Linked DNA regions of Anser cygnoides: region 1 is linked to region 2. Evidence: chromatin contacts called from public Hi-C data. All regions are on one chromosome and are shown on one strand. Each heading gives the region's core, a stretch centred on a gene start, on an enhancer-like site or on the middle of the called end of the contact. The rest is flanking DNA. Distances are from core to core; before and after follow the strand shown. Region 1 has its middle 150 kb from the start of HIVEP2. Region 2 holds the start of ADAT2 (adenosine deaminase tRNA specific 2).

Region 1 (3,709 bases), core at 1,194-3,693, 340 kb after region 2:
TGCTAGGGAGTTGTGAAGGAACTCGGTCAGAACAGCATCCTAAATCTCTGAAACACCACTTTGGAAAGCATGTTTTTCCAAAGTAGGACTGCCCTGATCCCGCCAAGCACTTAACTGCGCATTTAACTTTAAGCACCTGCCCAAGTGCCTCACAAAGCCAGCTTCTGTGTCAGCTGAAGGGTGCAGGAAGGAGCTGCGGGACTATCTGGCATTATTTCTGAGTGAAGGTTTCATGCACGGTGGTGGTGGAGGAGAGCTGTGGGAGGAATCTGAACTGATTTCAACCTCCCAGCCTGACAATAATGAGGAATGTGATCTGAAGTTGCGCTGCTCCTTTCCCTCCTAAGGAAAGAGAGAGCAGCTGGTTGCTCATGTGCTCGCCTCACTGGCCAGCCACCAGCTCTGCTCCAGCCCCAGCAAGGCCTTGCTCCCCTTCTCCTGCATCAAGCACAACTATAGGTGCTCCACTTCATTTATTCATTACATATTTTCTTTCCAGTAATTCAACCGTTTATTGATTTATTTATTTTTTCGGTACAGACAACAAAAGCATTGTAATAGGGAGGCAACCTTTGGCCTTGAAAACACAGAGAGGCAAAATAGGCAGTTGGTATCACTGGAAATCACCCTGTAATTACAATCCAAGACACTTGTTATGATTGGGTTTTGGCTTGCAGGAGCTAGCATAACCCCCTCAGGCTAAAAGATAAAGGTCTGCTGACGTTAAATTAGGGTTGTGAATTAATGCAATGAATGACTTTTAATAATACCCTTTCAGAGGTGGCTCGGTGTTGTTAGCAGTAAGTTCTGACTGGATTTGCTGTGTGGGCCTGAGGGACTGGGGCATGCACCGTCAGGGAAAGTAAATGGCAGTGGGGGTGCCCTTGGTTTTCTAGAAAATCCCCATGTCCTGTGTGTGGCTCCTGTCAGTTCCTTCATTGCTTATAACACCAAAAGGTCTGAACCCACCAATTTTATTTCCAGAGATGTGAGCAGAGCAACTTCAGGTGGTGTTACATTGTTAGGTCGGGCCTTAGTACGACATATTTCTGAATCCTGAGGGTGTTCCTATCTCATCTCTTCAACAACCAGGGATGAAACCGTGATGGTCAGCAGCTGTGAAGATGTTTCTGGGCCAAATGCAGCAGCCATATTTTCTCTAAGAGTCTTCTTCAGAAATGGCACTTACTTCTGCTCAAACCCCAAAGGGCTGCAAGGGCAAAATTATGGTGGAAAGCAAAGAAAGCAGAAACAAAGAACAGTAAAGAGGGAAGGGTACGGTAAAGCAGAATATAGCCTCTTCTGGGTGTACTCTGGGCCACTTTTAATTGTTTGGCACTTGGCTTAAACTTACATATTCCCCAGGCGGTCAGCACAAGAAGTGGCTGGATGCCTTCCTTTACAAAGTGAGCACAGCCTTTGTGGCTGCAGTAGTGGAGGAAGGAAAAGTATAGCCCAGACTGAAGTAGTGGATGGAAAAACCCTCAGACATCCTCATTGTACTGATTAGTATCTTGAGTCATTGCCTTTGGGGGAGGTGAGAGTTTCCTCAGTACAGCTGAGTTAGACGAGTTCCTTTAATGAGGTTAGATACAAGAGGCATTGCGCAGTATGATGGAGTTCCCTGGGAAAAAAAAAAAAAAAGAAAGAAAAAAAAAAGAAATAAAGATGTCTTCTTTTTAATGCCGAGGGTCAAGGTCTAACTGGGCATCATCAGCATCAAAACAATAGGCTTTGTGAGCTGCCAAAGCTGCCCTAGATACCCAACTGAAGGCAGCTGGAAGTGATGGACGGAGCGGTGATGCCGCGCGGCTGCTCCATGCCCCAAAGATCTGCCTCGGGCTGAGGGTCTGTCACCACAGAGTGGTCCCCATCCTGCCCGTCGGAGGCTGTCCCTGCCCCAGCTGCCAGGCAGCCGGCGGCGGTGGCACAGCAAAGGCCAACGCACGGGCGGTAACGCTAATGCAATGTGAAACCTCCCCCAGACAGCCAGGCGGGAGGGCGGAGGGGAATGAGGACACGGGCGAAAAAGGGAAAGAAATCGGGCTGTCTCTTTATCTCCTTTCAACAGACCTTTGTTACACAATGTGCATATTTGTGCTGCTTTATATAGCACGCGTTAGGTTTTCCTGCTTCCTGCATGCACTGTCAGGACATGGCATGAAGACAAAGTGTGAGTCTGCTGCGCTTGAGGAGTTAAACTTGCTGAAGGGAAAGGGAAGGTCTGACCTGCATGAACCTCGTGACTGCTAATCTCTGTCCTGTGGCTAGCGTGAACCCCCCCAAATCTGGCCGTTCCTGTTTGGAAGCAGCTGGTGCCCTGCTTCGGTCCCACTGGGCTTTGCGAGTTTCAACACACAAGAGGTTGCGGTTTGCTCTGAATAACACTATCTGAGCTCGGAAAGCAAAGCTGTCGCCTTTGCAGTTAGACCTGCTGAGCACCTTCAGCTACCAACTGGGCAAGCAGGTTGTCACACACTTCACGTGGCCCATGCGGAGGGCTGACCTCTCACTGAAATGCCGCTTGTCAGTCTGCTGCTCTGGAAATCTGTTACCATTTCTTAAATGCTCAGCAAAAGTGGTGGAGCAGGGAAAGATCAGAGAAATCACTTTGCATAGAGTGACCTGGTAGTACTGAAGCTGTTTTTTGTTTGTCTGTTTTTCCATTTATTTCTTTCATTCTCCTCCAAGAATCATAGCTCAATCTCAATCATTTTTTTTTCTAATAGTTTGGAGTAGGTTTAGGAACTTGAGATTCCCTTCATTACCACCTTTTCCTTCTTGAAAGTGCCAGACTGGATTTTGCACAAAAGGCATATTAATGGACAGAGAGCTGTTGTAGCTATAACAGCAGCAAAAGCTGCAGCCAGCACCCTTCCGCAGGGAAGCAGTGAACCCAGTCACCAGTGTCTGTCTAACCCAAACCAAGGGGCTCTCAGGAGCCCTGCTCCTGCTCCTGCTCCTGCTCCTGCTCCTGCTCCTGCGCCTGCTCCTGCTCCTGCTCCTGTGCCTGCTCCAGCCTGCAAGAGAGCTTGAGCTGGCAGTGATGTCTTGGTGGTAACAGGCCTAGGTGAAGCTGCCAAGGCCTTAGCTAAAGAGCTGAGACCCAAATTTAGTTTTGGACCTTTTGGGAACAAAGGGTAAAGTGTCTGGATTTGGGGTTCTTGATAGATGTAAGACACAGATGAAGTTCAAGGTTATAATAAAATTTTTGACAGCGTGTGGGGAAGTTGGTCCTGGGATACCAAGTATGGATGAACTTCAGCTTCCTGTAAAAACACCGCTAAGCTATGTTAGTTTTTTCTTGGTGAAATGAACATTTCTCTGGTCCCTTTAATGCATTTATCGCCCATACTACCTTTCAAGATAATAGCTATGAATGCCTCCTTTGTTATAAGACGCGCACTGCCCTGTGTGCGTGGGAGGTGGGTGTTACACTAGGCATCATACAGCAGTATTCTGGTATTTTAATAAATGAGCTTCTACTGGAGGTGACATTACTTGAGTGTAAAACCAGGCATATCTGTCTCCTTAGCAAGATACAGGGTATTCTGTGGGGGTGTGAAGTAATTTTCTTTGAATAATTGAATTAAGTAATTATGCGTTATATAAATGTATAAGGCTCCAATTGCCCATAGTATCTGTGTACCATTCACAGAACTCAACGCAATATTTTCTTCTGATTACATGAACACTCTATTCTGAATAC
Region 2 (3,356 bases), core at 273-2,772:
TGATTAGGCTGCTTTTCTCACATCATTCAGCCAATTCAGAGTATTCTGTCTTTAAATAAAAGTAATCAGGTGAAGTTGCATTCTACCTTTCAGCGTTAAGCAATGTTTTTTGAAGGATCAGTTGTGGATTCTGGGGTTCTCATTCCTTAGCAGTGCCGTGACATAACTCGAGTTAGATTAAGGTCTGATCCATAACTAACACACAGATGGCCAAAGCACACGTGATTCAGCTGCAAAACAAGTGTAGTGTAGCATTCTGCAGTAAATCCCTCCATCTCCCCAGCTGCCTTAAAACATTATGGTGCAAGTTGCAGCTGATGGCAGCTCACGATGTTCTCCTGCTCGTGGTTGCTCCAATTTACTACAGAGTCCCAAATTTTTATCTTTTCAGTGTACTTCACACAGTCAATAGCATGTCAGTGACAGTTGTACCAAACTGTACCTCAACAGCATCCATCGTAAGCAAAAAACTGCAAGTTCAGTGACACTAGGATGGTTCCCGGGCTGACAGAAGGCCACTTATGTGTGATGAATTTAGGATTTCTGGCTATCAGGACTACTGAGAGCCATCAGCCCCATGATATCTGCTTGCCCACCCAGACACTGTTCCACGTTGGCTAGCTGAAACCAGGCCAGCTTGTGCTTTTACTAGGCCCATTTGCCCACCTGGCACTCCCACACGGGCAGTGAAGGGGGGGGGGCACAGTCTTCAGCTTGTCACGCTAAAGTAAATCAGCTCAATTTGCCATGGTGGGCTGTAAGCGGGCTCAGAAGCTGGTAACCATTACTTTCTGCTGTACTTGTAGAGCCAGAAAACCTGCAGGAGAAGGGGTAAAGGGGCTCGACAGCTGCTTTCAGTAACCGCTGCCTAACTTATTGCTGAAGGAGTTCACGCTGAGAGGCTGCGGAGGCCACAACAGCCGAGGGGAGTCAGAATTACATCCAGTCACCTCCACAAGAGCCCTCACCTGAATCAAAAGCTGAGAGCCAAGATGTGCTGCAGAAACACTTCAGCCCCCGATATTTAACCCCCTGGGCGTGTTCCGGGGGGTATAAGCGAGCCAAGCCTTCCTCGGCAGCTCAGTAACACTTAAACCCGTGCCACCTGCAGGGAACGCACGCGGAGGTGACGCCTGGGCAGGCAGAGCCGCGGCTGCACCTCGTGAGAAGCGCCCAGTCTCGGGAGACCCCCCCTTTACCAGACGCTTACACGGCACAGGGACAGACCCGAGGCGCCGCTCCAAACCCGGTCCCGGCTACCAATAACCCCGTGCCGGCCGGGAGGGCTCCTAGGGGCCCGGAGCCAGCCAGCAGCGGGACCCGAGGGGGTTTTTCCTTCCCCCCCCCCCCCCCCCGCGCGGGACGAGCCCCTCCCCGGCCGCTCACCGCCGAGGAAGGTGCCGAGGACGAGGCATTTCTTCTTGTGCCGCTTGAGGAAACTCCAGAGGGAGCGGAGCATCCTGCCCGCCCGGCTCGGCTCAGCACGGCCTCCCCTCGCCTCCCCGCGGCGGCGGAAGGGGAGGTGGCGGCGGCGGCCCCGGCTCCGCCCGCGGTGCCTCGCCGGGCGTCCCCCGGAAACGGCGCCGCGCTCCGCCGGGGCCGCCATGGAGGACGAGGCGACGCGGCTCGGCTTCATGGAGCGGGCCCTCCAAGTGGTCGGTGCGGGGGGCGGCCGGGCGGGCTCCGCGTGCTCCCCCCCCCCCCGCCGCCTCCCGGCTCATCCCGGCCGCGTGTGTCCCCCCGCAGGCCCGAGGAGCGCTGGAGGTCGGGGAGGTGCCCGTGGGCTGCCTGCTGGTGTACGAGGGCCGGGTGCTGGGGGAAGGCAGGAACGAGGTGAACGAGACCAAGAACGTGAGTGGGGGGGGAGCGGGGAGCGCGGGGGTCTCGGCCCCGCGTCCCGGGGAGGCTGGGGAGGGTCGGGGGGAGGAGGCTGCGAGGCCGTCCCGGCGGCACGCTGCCCCCAGCGGGGCCGGGAGAGGTGGGTGTTACCGGCAGGCTGGCACCGAGCCGGCGTCTGGGATGAAAAGGCCCCCGGGATCGTCACGGCCACCCGCCAGCCCGACCTGCCGCGGCCCGTCGCTGAACGGCCTCCCTGCCTGCCCGTCCGGGGACCCGAGGACTCCTGCTCCCACTGCCTCTCCGCAAAGAAGGGCTTCCCAATTTCATATTGTGCTATAAGCTTTTTGAAAGGTCATGACGTGTAAACTGAAAATCCAGCTCTCTTGCTTTTCTAGGAAAACTCCCGTACAAACAGAGGAATCGTTTTGGAAGGGGAAAGGAGAAGACAAGGAGCTGGGAAGTTGTGCGCGGTTGCAGAGTGCATAGGCTAACAAAAGCTGATGTTTGATTTCCACTCTTCTTCCTTTCACAAAAGTATTACCTTTAGATTTTTAGACCTGATGCTTGCAGTTTTAGCTATAAAGTTAGATCTTATGCATGCTGAGAGACACGTTAAAGTCAGTGAAGATTTTTTGTAGCTGTGTAAATGGATCTGATTGCAGGATCTGGCTGAAATTTATATTCAGTGTCTCTATTCTCAAAATGTGATAAAAGGTGCAAATAAGTCTCGTAGGTTCAAAAATATACCAGTAAAGATGAACTATTATACTAATTTGTAAGACATTCATAACGTATTAAAATATTTTTTTAACAACTCAAGAAAGTTAGGTGGCATAGAAGATAGGTATTTCAAATTCTGTCTGTGTAAACACCATAGGAAAGCAGATACTTTTTGGGAAAATTGTGCTAGAGTTATTGCTGCATACAAATCATATGATGGTAAATGAGCAGAACATAACTGGTGAGACTAATAACAAAATCATAATCAATTTAAAATATTAGGGAAGTTTTCTGCCTTTTTTTTATATTAGCATCAGGTTTGCTTGAATGTACGTACATAAATCCAAGTGGCCTGATTTCAAAAATTCCAGCTGCATTTTGGAAACAGTAAGCTGTTAGTATCTTAGCTGTTAGTATCTTTGAAAGCCAAGTCAGTTTTAAGTTTCTGTTTAGCTCAAGTTGCAATTCTTTTGTCACTTAATTTTCATAAATGTTTACATTATAGTGACAGGAAACGCTGGATGTGCTCGTTGCATCCAAATTTCCGATCATGCAGTTAGTTGCTCCATACACTGTGAAAGAAATTGTGAGCTCCAGAGAGGCACTTACTATGAAATGTGGATGTGGGAAAGTGTTTTCAGTTTTCTCTTAAGGACTTCTGGCATTGTTTAGGAAAAATCCTGGAGAGGAAGGGAAAAAAAAACAAACAACTCTGGAACCACTGAGGCAGTTCCAGCAGACATCATAAATTTGTCAAGTTCCACTTTAAATCTAATTTTTTGCCTCATCTCATATTG

What was found. A called contact is a pair of places that touch in the nucleus more often than the background predicts.
Region 1: a contact with region 2 is called in a Hi-C map of liver, with 2.0 times the contacts expected there. The contact joins the enhancer-like site here to the promoter of ADAT2 in region 2. A contact is called at or near these places in 3 of 7 Hi-C or Micro-C datasets (granulosa cells and liver).

What each region holds. Positions count from the first base shown.
Region 1 is chr3:58,203,183-58,206,891 of Taihu_goose_T2T_genome, forward strand. No RefSeq gene overlaps it. Among named protein-coding and RNA genes, the nearest start is that of HIVEP2, 150 kb to the left of the region's middle. Within about 2 kb of position 2,444, at least 2 of the 3 cell types and tissues checked have open chromatin away from gene starts, as enhancers often do. A contact at or near this core is called in liver, where this site is marked.
Region 2 is chr3:57,860,916-57,864,271 of Taihu_goose_T2T_genome, forward strand. ADAT2 (adenosine deaminase tRNA specific 2) reads left to right here and starts at 1,523. Exons shown (of 6, transcript XM_066994223.1): 1 at 1,523-1,655; 2 at 1,747-1,851. The coding sequence starts at 1,605. It overlaps PEX3 (peroxisomal biogenesis factor 3), which reads right to left and starts at 1,516. Exons shown (of 12, transcript XM_048080773.2): 1 at 1,387-1,516. The coding sequence starts at 1,459.